Linked DNA regions of Athene noctua: region 1 is linked to region 2. The links are chromatin contacts, called in public Hi-C maps. All regions are on one chromosome and are shown on one strand. The core of a region is the stretch at or near the end of the contact, and the rest is flanking DNA. Distances in the headings are between cores, read along the strand shown.

The links. A called contact is a pair of places that touch in the nucleus more often than the background predicts.
Region 1: a Hi-C map of heart shows a contact between it and region 2, with 5 times the contacts expected there. The contact joins the promoter of WNT7B here to the promoter of ATXN10 in region 2. A contact is called at or near these places in 2 of 2 Hi-C or Micro-C datasets (heart and liver).

The regions. Positions count from the first base shown.
Region 1 is chr3:2,939,910-2,946,576 of bAthNoc1.hap1.1, reverse strand. WNT7B (Wnt family member 7B) reads left to right here and starts at 3,605. Exons shown (of 4, transcript XM_074901195.1): 1 at 3,605-3,675. The coding sequence starts at 3,605. It overlaps LOC141958420 (a long non-coding RNA gene), which reads right to left. Exons shown (of 3, transcript XR_012633274.1): 3 at 6,062-6,437.
Region 2 is chr3:2,652,830-2,659,737 of bAthNoc1.hap1.1, reverse strand. ATXN10 (ataxin 10) reads right to left here and starts at 4,144. Exons shown (of 13, transcript XR_012633272.1): 1 at 4,013-4,144.

The DNA of each region.
Region 1 (6,667 bases), core at 2,356-4,855, 290 kb before region 2:
TTATCCAAAGGCTTTGGGGAGCTCTGGGGACCAGGCAGCAGCGTGGTATAGGTGACCTTTCCTTCTGCGGGTTTTGAGAAGTCAATGTTAAGCTTTGTCAGCAGGCGTGGGTGGAAAAACGAATGAATTTTCAATCCACTATCTCACTTGCTATGCCAGTTATTTTGGGTGAGCAATAAATAATGATTTTGCACTATTAGAAGAGCACTCAGCAAATGGTTTCAACCCACATCTACCAATGCTTTTGTGTTCAGGAATATTACCTTATTTTCAGGAAGTCTTTTAGCATTTCTAAGGTGGTATTTATTTAAAGCAGTTCAATGAGATTTACATACGTTGCCCGTAAAGTAACTATGTGAATTTCTGAATGGTGATGTGAGCATTACCTATTTTAACACTCTAGGGTGTTTTTTTCTTAAATCACAGAATTACGAAGCTTATTGAAATCTTCTTATCCTCAGCCTAGGCTTTCGGCAGTAGTTAAAACTGATATCTGAAGGAAAGAAAATCTACCATTTTTCCCCAGTCAAGCATCATCAAAATCAGTTAGCTGAAGGTAACAGTGGAGTAAGGGTCAAAAATACAAAAAGATTTTTGTCCTCTAAATGATGCCGTCTCCAAGCTAGGTTAGAAACAATCTAGTTTTGTTTCTGTTGCTGAAACTTCTTGGGTTTGAATGGAAACGTGAAGAATACTCACTAGTTCAGAGAAGCAGCGTAGGACGCGCTGGCCTGACAGTCCTCGAGGGTCGCAGGCAGTCTGACCTGCGGTCCTACTTCCACGGGTTTTGTTTGTGAGAAAAAAAAGTCAAACGAGCACGTCGAAGCGATCTTTGTAACAGCTCCTAGTCGTGCCGTGAGCCCCTCGCTCTTTCTCAGTGTCCCTGGGCAGCTCATGTCCCCTCCCGCACACCGACGGGCACAGCTCCACGGCGGGAGCGGACGCGGCCCCTCCTCGCCGCTCTTCAGCCCCAGGCCGCGGGTGTGCGCGGGGCCGGGGGGTGCGGAGGGAAGGGCGGCGGCCAGCAGCACCCAGCCCCAGCGCTCCTAAACCCGGGGGCAAAGGCCGGGCCTCGGCCACCGCGGCCTGTGGGCCCTCACAGCTTGGCGGGAACGGGGAGCGGCCCTCGTCCCGCCGCTCGGGGCCTCCTCGGCGCGGCCCGGCCCGGCCCGGCCCGGCCGCCCCCCCGGCGCCGCCGCCTGCCGCCCCTGGGTGGCGGTGTTACCCCGCGGGACGCGCCCGGCGCCGGGGCCGCCCCGGGCCCCGCTCTCGGCGGCAGGCCGGCGGCCCTCCGGGGCCTGGGGCAGAGCCTCCCGCCGCCTCCCGCCCGGCCCGGCGGGAAGGCCGCTGCCCCCCCCCCCACCACCACCTCAGGCCTCCCGCCGCCACGGCCCCGGGGCTCGGCCCCTCCGTGCGGGGCCTGAGGGACCGCTTTGCCTTTCAAAGGGCTTCCAAAAGCGGGAGAAGGGGGGTAAGGAGAGGGGAGGCTGCGCCTTCAGTGCCCGCTGGGTGGTGGGGGGCAGCTCTGGGGAGAGCTGCGGGGCTCTCGAAGAAAGGGATCTGTAAAACTTGGCCTCGTCTTACCCAAAAATCCTTAAAAGAAAAAAAGTAGCGGGGATGCAACAAAGAAGTGGCGCCGGGTCGGGGGGAAAAAAATAATAATAAAGGACGTTTAAATATAAGGGAAAGAGAGTGAAGACTGAGCATCTTAAAAGGACAAATTGTTCATAGTTAGGGCAAACGTAGCAGGAGCGGTCTGGAGCAGGGCTGGGTGCCTGCAAGAGCCGGAGCATTGGTTATTAAAGGCTAAACCGTGAGGAATGCGGGGGGAAAGGCCGAACGCAACCGACCGGCGGGGAGAGACGGCGGAGAGGGGAGGCGAGAGGCCCCGGGGTCCCGCAGAGCCGCCCCGGGGTCCCGCAGAGCCGCCCCGCAGCCCGACCCGGTTCCGTCCCGCCGCGCCGCGGCTTCGCCTCGCCGGGCACCGGCCGGGGACAGCGCGGGGACCCTGTTTTCGGACGGTGGGTGGGTTTGGGGTGGGTGATCCAAGGTGCGGGGAGCCTTGACTGTGGGAGTCATCTACAACCGACCCGCGATTTCGCACGGCATCTCTCCAGGCACGGCAGCCTGGCCGGCCTTTAAAACCCCCTTTGTTTTCTCCGCCAGGATGGATACTTTAGGATCAAAGTTCTGTGCTCAGCCTCTTTTGCTTGCTTGTCACTGCCTGCTTTCCTCTCAGCCCTTACTGGTGTGTGTTTAGCCGATTCTAGATGCCTAGAGCTATCCCTGCTTGCTGTTACTACATGTGTATAAATGTATATAAGTGGGCATAGGTGCACGGGTTTATCCATATCTACAGAACTCACCACAGCCCACAAACTTGGATTTGAGTGCTATTTAAGCGTGCATACGCATGCAGATATATGCCTCCAGACAGGCACACAGTGTGGAGAGACTGGAATAGATAATTCCTCAGAACGCAGGAATAAACGGAGCAGCTCAGGAATCGGTGAGAAAGACAGAAAGAAAAGACAGAAAGAAAAGACAGAAAGAAAAGGAAGCCTTGCTTGGCTGTTAGTGCCTGAACACAAAGTGAGGTTTTGTCTCAGTGATTAATCTCCCTAGGAGCAGCGAACTGACTATCCTAAACTTGTGTTTAAAGCCAAGCGTATCTGTTTCTTAAAGGAGGAAGAACGTTTTCTTACGGTGGAAAATGAAATCAGATTTAGTGACAGGCATTTGTCAGTGTGCAACAGGGTCGGGTGGCCGGAGAGAAATAGTCTGGGCACCACACAGACACACACATCGTCTTGTAGGATACAGAGCTTTAAGCAAAGGGGGGTTAACCCCTGCTTCTTTTTGATTAGAAAGAAGAAGGGGGAGAAAAAAAAAAAGACAAAAAAGAAGACAAAAAAGAGTTTTAACAGTCTATTTTGCGAAGTCCATACATTGCAAACCCAGCCGCGTTACCATACTAGAGGAAATGAAAAAATGCTTCGGTTTGAGAGGACGAGTCCTTTATTTCCCTTGTTGGACACGTTTCATGTTGTTTTCCCCGACACTCCGGCTTAAGGACATGCCTTCTGAAACACAAACACACGCATAACTCGCACATGCACACGGACAGATAAGAGATATGTCTTAGATCCTGACACAGACGGGGTGGGGGGAAGAGCAGGAGAGAGAGCGAGAGAGAGGGAGAGAGAGAGAGATCCTCCTACCTGGAGCCATAGATTGCAAGATACGTAGTGTTACCTGGGGAAGTCAGAACAAGTAAAAACACATTGAACTTCAGGGCTCTATGAGGCAGTTGATCAAGATCAGTGCTTGCTCATTTTCTCCCTCAGACTGTCTGTCTTGGGTTTTTGTTTTACCGTTTTGAGCGGCTCTTTTTATTTTTTCCTCCCTCTTTAGCTTTAATATCGGAGCCGGTTTCGGTCACCATGGCTCTGGGAAGAGCTGCCTGTCTGCACGGTGCTGATTTTTTACCGTTCGGCCGGCTTTGCTCCTGGGTAGCTTCAGCAATGCTCTTGACTGGGATTTAATCGACAAGATCAGTTCGACTTTTTGTGCAATTTTTATGGCTCAGTCCATTCTCTAGATCATGCACAGAAACTTTCGGAAGTGGATTTTCTACGTGTTTCTATGCTTTGGAGTCATCTATGTCAAATTAGGGTAAGTCCTTGTGCACGACAAATCTCCTTGGCTTTTGGGTCACGTTGTTACCGGAGTTGTGAACAAAACGTTGCAATGGAGAAAAAAAAAAAAAAAAAGGGGGGAAAAAAAAAAAAAAAAAAAGAGGTGATTAAGGTGATTATTTCTCTCTCTCCCCGCCCCGCTCCCCCGGGGTGTCCAAGCCCCCAGAAGACCCTCCGGGGCAGCGCGGCGGGGCGATGCCCGGTTGCGGGGCCGCCCGGCGAGGCGGCCGGTGGCGGGGGATGATGGATCCTTCTATTTTGTACTGCTTAAGCGAACTTAAATATTATCTCTGGCGTACAGTACCCTCGGAAAAAAAAAAAAAAAAAAAAAAAAGCAAAAAAAAGCAGCAGCCTGACAGAGTTAACTCAGCCGCTGCTGCTGGGACAATAGAGCAGAGCTTAAGTATTAAAAAGGCGAAAGGGGCGGGAGGAGGGGAATCCCTGCTCTGAACCTGCACTCGGGGATTTGTTTTATGCAGGCCTAGACACAATTTGCGTTTCTATCCATCACACGGACGTGTTGAAATTAACTTGACAACCGGCCCGGTTACCTCCGCGCTGAAGCGCCCGGGAGGCCGGGCGGGCTCTGCCGAAGGGACCGGCTCGGGGTGGGGGGGGCTCAGGCCCGGCTCGGGGGGGGCTCAGGCCGGCTGGCAGCGGGGCTCCCGGCAAGCCCGGCTCTGTGCTCCTCGGTATTTGAGCACCGCGATCGAGATCGCGGTGTTATTTCAGTTGCCAAGTTTCTCCCTCTGCCTCTCCCCCCGTACCTGTATGCCCTTATTAATATTGCTCGTCGCAGTAGGCTGACTTGAGTTGAATTTCCACATTCCTGAGCCCCAGCCGAGTCCTTACCTGTCGAGCTACAAACTCTTTAAAGATCCTGTCTTTGCATAGCTGCGGGATTTTTTTTTTTTTTAAATGATCAAGAATGCATAAGGTGAGTTGCAATCCAAAAACGCTCGCTTCCCACCTTGAAATCAATACGGGGAAGAGGCGGCGGCGGCGAGGGGCGGGGGGGGAAGCCAAAGGGCAGCTCCCAAAGTGTGGGGGGGACACGACACGGGCAGGTCCCGTCGCGGGAGGGCAGCGCCGAACGGGGAAATGATGCCCGGGCCCGGCTCTCCCGGTCACCGCCGCTTCTGGGGCCGCCCCGGGCACGACGGGCGGCGGGGGCAGCCCCGGCCCCGCTGTGGGCAGCCCGGGCAGCGGCGGGAGGAGGGGGCTGCGGGGGAAGGGAGGGGATGGGCAGGAGGGAGCACGCCAGAGCCCGGGATTAAGGATACACCGGCGAGGGGGGGTGTGTGTGGAACGGAGGAATTAAGCTGCCCAGGTTGGGTCGGTGCCCCCATCCCCGCCGGGGGCTCCCCCCGGTTGCGGGACAGCCACCGGCTGCCTTTGGGAGGGTCCCCAGCAGGTTGCACCCCTGGGTGTTGTTTGTTTGTTTGTTTGTTTTTTTGGCACGGCTCTCGGCCCGCCCCCACAGCCACAAGTGCAACCGCGGAGGATGCGCGGAGGCGAAAGGGGGGCGCGGGAGATGCTTCCTCCCACCCCGCGTTGCCCCTTGCCCTGCCCCGGTGAGGAGCCCGCGTCCAGCCCTGCCCTGATCGGGGCACATGGCCGGGGGTACCCCAAATCCTGCCTGGGGAGACAGGAGGGTGTTTTCGGGAAAGAGGGGGGGGGGGGTAAGTACCTGCGCCGCCTTTTGTGGAAGCTGCGGGGGGGGGCTCCGGCGTCCTCCGGGCTCGGATTGAGAGGGGTTTAGAGGAGAAGGGGATTTTGGTGAGGCTGTGTATCCGTACATGAAGGGGGCACCCCATCTCCTTCGGTAGCTGGAGGGCTCCGTACAACACACCCCCTCGCAGAGCGGCAGGCGAGCCCAAAGAAAACGCTTTGCAAAATAAGGGTAATGGTATTGCTTTTCGCTCGCACTGCGGTTTTATTTTTAAAGGGAACAGAAAATTGGGCACATGTCTGATCTGTCTGGAAGGCAGATATCTTTTCGAAATGGATTGTGGCTGCTTTAGAAGGGGGTTCAGAGCAAAAATCACAAGAATGCTGTTGGACTGAGCCTGGAAGTAAAACTGAGGGGAGGGCAGGAACAGTAAAAGCCCTTGCAGAAACCCGATCAGATCCATCACCGTGCCTGTGAGGCGATGGGGATACTTCACTTTCTCTGAACAATAGGAGAGAAATTCGCTCTGAGGTCCAGGGGCTACTTCTAGGCTAGGCATGCGGGGGTGCAATTATTCCCTCTTTCACCAGCCACTGGAACTACCATTTTGCTGAAACCATATCCTTTGAGTGTAATGATACCTTTTCTAGTGAGCTCTTTGCATGGAAAAGGGGGGGAAGATGAAGTCGGATAAACGTAGTTTGTCTTCCATCGCATTAGACTGATTTTGCAGCGTGCAGGGGAGAGCCCCTGTGTCAGCGGTAGCAAAGAGGTTAGACTTGGCAGGCTTTTTCTTTATTTTATTTTTTATTTTTCTTTGCTGCGGAGCACGTGTTCGTGTGTTAATAAAACGTGCTAAAAGCTCCACTTTCAGTGGCAAACATGACACCGAGCCGGGGGGGGGGAAATAACGCAATACAGCAGTATTCCCCCTGGCGTGACATGGCAGGGTACCATAAAGAAGCTGCTATGCCCAGGGAGGAGGAGAGAGCACGATCCCGCTCAGGTAGTCCTTCCTCCCAGGGAATTCTCGTTGTTCCCATTTCTATTTCCAATCCCCGAGTTTGCTGGAAAGAGAGAGAGGCGTGAAGTGAAGCAGCATCCTTTGATATTTCTGTCGATGACGTTCCCCGTATGCCCTCGCGAAAATAGATCCCGTCAAACCTCGACCTCGGCTGGCAGCGAGACTGAAACAGAAATATTTCCTGCGAAGGTCGCAGAGCACCCGGCTCGGGTGTAATTAATAAATAGGTCGGAAGTTAAACATCACAGCTGTACCGCAGATGCAAATCCCGGC
Region 2 (6,908 bases), core at 2,895-5,394:
ACAGAGCATCCACTACTGAGGTCTGTTAGGGTGTGGAGCAGACTTAAAAAGGAGGGAGAGCACTTGTACTGCAAGAAATACAACATGCACAAATATCATTCAACTACTACAACATAAGATTTCAGATCTCCAGGATGTATTTTATTCTACAACCTCACAGTCGATCAAGACCAATACACTTACATAATCTCCATCTACATGAAAACATAAAAAAACCCCACCCCACCATCAATGAGAATTATTGGGGGGTTGGGGGGAAGCTATAATTTTACAGTTGTGTAATACCGAGGGGAAAACACCAAAGTGGCACAACAAAGACCAAAAGCAGCTCTGCCTCTCAGTCATAAAGAAAACAGCGGAGTTTATATAACCAGAAAGGTTTGGAATTTGGTTTTGGTTTTAAGACATAAGAAAAGACATTCATGGGACTTGAACCTTTGACTTCCAAGAAGTGGTACAACTTCTGCCACTTCATGACAGTCATGCAGGCCAAAAGCAGCTCAGTGGCTGACGCGCCACGGTACACATGGTAAATGCATCCAGACACAACTTTTCCCAAACGTCAGAAGAGCTACAGTCTGGGAAAGGAGCACCCAGCCAGGCCCCATCCCAGACACACAAAAGCCACGTTTTCTCTAGTGAGTGAAGATGCCATACAGAATCATTAGCTGTTAGTCAGCTGAATTTTTAAACACTGAAATTATTCTAAAATAGGAAAACTCTCAGTCCAACTGCAGTTTCCTTTTTACTTGTCTATGCCATGTGTTGGATTATCACATGAAACTGGTCATTTCCTGACCCAACTTCAAAATACAGAAACCAGTGGTCAGTGCAAGACATGTACTATTGTACAACATTCAATTATTTGAAATTGGTAAAACAGAAATGAAAAAAGCTGCAAGTACTTTTGTGCACGTTCTTGTGACTCTACTGGTAAAAGGACACCTTAAAGTTATTCTTATCCTGGGAGGGTTTCTACTCTCATTACGGAGTTATGCAGCAGAACAGAAGATTTAGTCAGACGCGGGATCACAAGCACGATGTGACAACTTTTCACTTAATAATAGATTGAAAGTAAAAATACCCTAAGAGCATAGACGTTTCCAGTAAAATACAAAGATGAAACTCCTGTGTGTCCTGACAGAGCAAGTGTGAGGTGCATAAGTGCCTGTCCTCACTGTATACGTGGAAATAGCTGCAGTTTTTTGACCTCCAAATCGCTCTTGCACACTGAAAGAATATGAATGTGCTCAAGCCAGATCTTCCTGGGCAGAAATCAAATCTCTTCCTACAACATAAAAGCCTAAGTGAACAAGCAAAAGGTGTTCCAAACGAGGGATTACTTAAAGGCTGTTTGATGAAGCAGGATTCTATACAGAGAAAATGTAAACACAATTCTTAAGCAGTTATACATCATTAAAATTTGTGTACTACAAAGAAATTTTACTTAAAAATCATCCTTCTGCACAAGAAGTGAAATTCTCAAATTAGAAAGGAGGGCAGGAAGTGTTTAGCTAACATTAAGAAATCAGTCAGGAGTGATTTCAGGTAACTGTTCCACAGCAATGCTTGCAACCATTATAAAAAAAATAATCTTGCCCAGCAGACAAAGATTCACAAACAGATAAAAATAGCAGCTACAAGTATTTAAAATGTATTTTTGAAGTGAAAAGTATTTTCCTTCCATAGCCTCTTCCCTAATCTTTAAATATTAATCTTTAAGACTGGTAAATAGCTTTTAGATTAAAAAATAACTTTCTATTGTAAACAGGCCTTGAAATTCATTCAGAACTGGTCTGTGGATATTCCACGGACTTCTGTTTCCTATGTTTTGTTGCCTAAAACAGGATCTTCACAATTTGCTGCTGTCACCTGTCCCTGAATTCAGCATTGAGTAGTCAGCAGGAATACAAAAGGGTACAGCAGCTCAGCTCTCAGACAAGGAAGACATGCACAATTTCTTAAGTCAAAACAAAGAGTCAGAATTCATGTATCCATGCCAAAAGGAAGATTACTGTCACTCCTTGTAAGACCTAAGTGCCTGACTGTTAAAAATAGAACAGATAACATCACAGTGAACAAAGAGCTCAAAACATTAATGCAATGCTGTTCAAAAGACCAGGGCTCCAAATATCATGAAATTAGTCAGGAATTATGCAAACAATCCAGAAGTTTGCAAGTCTATATTTCCACTCTATGTTTTAGGTACTTACACAATTCCACTTGTGTAAGCAGAGTCCCTAAAATGCCTTTAATGTATTTATCTTCACAATATTCCTGGTAATAAAGACATTTTCTTCCTTTTATAGATTGCAACGGAAGCATAAAAAAATCAAGTCGCTTGCTCAAAACCACTGGAAGTCTCGAGTAAAGCACACAGCTGAATTCAAGTCTCCCAAATTCCACAACATGGTCTCATAGCTGGGGCAGTATTTCCTCATCTTATTTGCTTCTGACTTACAGGCCACAAGAACTCACATTTTAAAATTATTTTGTTTCCAGAAGCACTGAACAATCACATAATAACAAACGAATTGTCACTAAGTATCACAACGTCAAATACCAAACATCCATTGGGTTGTGCCTTCTGGTTCAACGGCACCAACAACGGTATTTTCTGCCGTTGGCAAATTTATTGCTAAAGCTGCTCTCAGATCCATTCCCTTACATCCTAGAGGATGTAAGCTAACACTACAGCTTTGTCCTTCTGGAAGGGCAATTAATATCTCTTTCAGCCCACCTGCACCCACTAAATGTGGCTATTTTGGGGAACATCCACTCCTCTGTCAAACACAGTGGCAGATGTTTCAGGGAGGAAGGCAGGAAACAGAGAAAGCATCAGCCAAGTAAGCCCAAAGTTTGCACAGGTCCCCCTCTCTTCCTCGAGAAATTGAGATGAACACCAGAAGAATGGTCTCCTGTACACGTAAAGATCAGAAGAGCTTTAGAGTACATCTTCCCCCACACTCCCTGACTTTTAAATGTGCATTTAATTAACAAAAGTAGCATTGGGAATTAAAAAAACACAGCAAACAAACAAAACAAAACACCTCCATACTTTTATGCTCAGCTAAAATGTTTGATTTCTTCATTCTTAGGTGTAACAACCCTCAAACAGTTACTGTCAGGACGAGGAAACACAAGCTTCAGACCAACCTATGCCTCCTCCCACCTTCCAGGAAGAGCAAAAACTGGGATTCTAAGCCCAGTCACGCAGCTGAACTTCTGCATGTCCAACCTTTGCCCAAGCAAACAGCAGTGTGTGGTACTGCAGAGGTGTCCCCTCGACCTTATAGACACAGTAACACTCCATACCGGCTTTCTCCAGTAGCTCCATGCTCTCTCTCCTGATTTCAAAGGGCTCTCCTGATTTCAAAGGGCCTACTACAGGGCCTCCCCAACCTTTCCTCCCACTGAAGCCACCACAACCCAGCACGTGCCTTGCTGCCAAAGCCTGCAACCACCCGCCTCATCCCAAGGCCTTGGCCTCGCACGGGCACGACACAGTCCCCCAGCACGGCACATCTTACCCATTTCGGGCCACCCCACAGGGCTCCACTGGAGCTTTTTTGTCCCACAGCCGCTACTCCCATGGCTACAGTCCCCCTGAGCGCACCTGCCCAGGAGGGCAACTCTTTGTCACCTGCAGCTGGGAGGCACAAAGCTTTTCCCCCTCCCCTGGGCCTGCCACAGGCGCAGGGCCACGAGCCAGTTCGTCATGGGGACCCCAAGGGAAAGGAGAAGGGACAAGTCACCCCCCCCGAGCCCCACAGGCGACTCCCGGAGCCCTCACAAACAGCTCTGGCGGGAAAAGACAGAGATTTCACAGCAGGGACCGGCTCTGTGGGCATTGAGGGGCCGTTCCCCTGCAGCCGACACCCCCCGGGCCAGGAGGGCGCCCGGAGCGGAGGCAAACCCAGAGCACCCGGGCCCGCCGCCTCCGCCGCTTCCCGCCGCCGGAGCTCCCTCCCCCGGCCCACGTGGCCGCGGGCGGCCCCTCCTGCCCGCTAACCTGGGCTGCGCCTCCCGGAACAGCCCCGCCATTGCCCGCACACTGTCCAGGCGGCTCTCCGGCGCGGCCGCCACAGCACGGCCCAGCCGCGCCGCCGCAGCGGGCACCGCTCCCGCCGCCGCCATCGCCCGGCCCGGCCCCGCCCCGCACGGAAATGGCGGCGGCCCGGCCCCGGCCGGCGGCGCGTGGGGCCGGCCCGGGGCCCGGCGGGAAAATGGCCGCCGGGCTGTGGGGGCGCGGGCGGGAGCGCTGCCTTCTGCTCCCGTGAAAGAATTCACCGTGGGGACAACTTCCCGCCTCTCCTCAGGAAGTCTGGTGCTTCCCCACATCCCATCTGTTGTTCGAGACGCCTGCCTTTAAATAAATATTTAATTTTTGTTGTGTCGGCCCACAGAGGGTAAAGCCCTGCCTTCTCCTCCCGTGAAAGAATTCACCGTGGGCACAACTTCCCGCCTTTCCTCAGGGAGCAGGGTGAAGGCTGCCTGGAGTCTGGTGCATCCCCTCATCCCATCTGCTGTTTGAGACTCCCGCCTTTAAACAAATATTTTATTTATTTATTTATTTTTTTAAATTCCAGTCTAAGTAAATATTTCAGCATGTTCTAAACATCTGTGTGAAAAGTCAACATACACATCAGGGGAAGAAACGAAGCGTGCCGTGAATAAAAAGGCTAATTGTGGCCAAATTGTTAAAGAATTTCACCAGACTTTAAAACTCTCCTACACAACAGAAACCTTCATTAAACTGGAACTAAACTACATTTACCAGAAAAGTACCTGAAGGAACCTGAAAGCAATACCTCCAACAGAAAATGTAAGTCAGAAAAACCCACCTGTGATTAATTTCTCCCTGTTCACTCCTTCCCCCGTTTTCCCCTCGTGTCCTCAGCTCCCCGGGCCGCTGCGGGGGGCGGAGGGCACCTTGTTGCCATCCCAGCACTGGTCCCTCCGTGGCTGTTCCTGAAGGACGTATCCCTCTTTTCGAAATAAACTTGCATGTCTTGGGTTACCAGTGGGACGGACTGTTTATGATGTCCCCTCTCCGACTTGTTTGTACATTAATAAGTGCCATTTCCAGGCCTCTTCCTGCTAATTATTGTATATTACTGATGCAAAACCAACCGGCTCTTGACGGCTCTATAGCAAAAATAGCTTCAGATAACAAGTCGAATTCAAGTAAGTAAAAGATGCCAGTCAAGACCCATCACAGTCATGCAGATTATTCCTGCTAACAGTTCCTATTACTTTTAACAATTGCCTGCTCATGGATAAAGTGTAATTTGTTTCAAAGGCAATGAAACTCAAGATTAAAAATATTGAAGCGTCACAAAGTGTCCTGGCTGTGGCCATGCTGTGCCTGACAGCGATGACTTGGCTGCAGCACATAACAAAACCATTCTGCACATTCTTGCTACCATTCAGTAGTCCTGGGCAAGCAGCAGATCACAACTTCAATGAAGGAAGCAGCAGAGTACGCTAAAATCTGACAAACTAGTCACGTGTGCTCAGTGAAAATTATCTGCAAATGTATAATTTTGTATTTAGTTGTATCCTACCCTGTTTGAGAAGGGATGCCGTTTGCCCAGCAGTCCAGTTTAACTCACTGTCTTCATCTTTTAGCTGACATTTTGCCAAACACAAATCTTGTAAGCAAGTTTTTTTAATTTACCCTTTATAAACATATCTGTTTAGGGATTTTTTTTTTTTAAAAAAACGTCTGATGTTTTAAGGTGACCGTTAACCAGCCTGCGCTCCATTAAGTATTCGGATTTTTCGTGCAGTGCACTGATGAGTTACATTGCAAAATATTTCAGATCAAATAGCTGAAAATACAGACTAGACCATGGATGTCCAAGACATCAGATGGGGATGCATTAGTTCTCTAATTCAAACTAGTACATTGTTAAACTTTCAACTTAACCCCAGCTGACTGTAAAGGAAGACAAAAGCAACTCATTCTTACCCTGGGGCAAGGTTAGCTAGCATACAGCAGCTCCACATATAAATATGTTCTTTTTAAGAACACTTAAAAAGCAATGAAGAACAGAAAAGTCTTTTTTTCTGGCAATCTTAACAGAGCCCTGATCTTAGTGATATTCCAACAATTTCCATAAGCCAGCTTTACCCTGTTCAGACTTGCTGCCTGTTTCATCAAATGCCTCCTCCATCAGTATTATTGATTATTACTTGTGGATCCTTGTGAAAAATAGTTTTGCCTTGTATATGATCTCTCTTGATTTATTTTTTTTTCTGCTGTAAACAGCCACAGCATTTTTAGTTTTCCTCATTTTAGGCTTTCCTTGCTTTCATTCATTCTCAACAACATACTCAGAACCACCTTTACTACAAGGTTATGCAATACTTTGAGATAGGCTTTTCATAAAGGAGTTTTGCAAGATCTTAGGGATATCAAATATAGAATTTAGTCATTTTTACCAGATTACTCACAGATGTTACAGCTTAAGCTCATCTGATCTGCCTGATTCTGTGAACAGAGACAGATCCCTTAAAGATCCAGTTTTTTCCTCAACGAGCTTACAGTCTAAATAACGTTTGTTTTACTTAGCACAGATTTAAAGAACTACAAGAAGGGAAACAATCCACCTAGAGCCGACTACTCCATCTGAAAAGAAAGTTATGCAGAACCTATTTTTGAGGGTTCTGCATAAAATTAAGAGGTAGACCAGTCTCTTGAGGCACTGGTGTTTGAAGCTGGTTGGAGAGAAAGATCCATCCCAGCGGAGACTCTGGAGGGAGACGGTTGCCCTGTTTCAGCAAATGCAAAGGAGGCAAAGCCTGTCAAAGTCTTTGAATCCTTCACGTCTCAAATAATTGAGAGATGGCCAAGCAGTCTAATCACAACTTTAGTATACTAGCCTTGCCCTTTTTTTATTGGA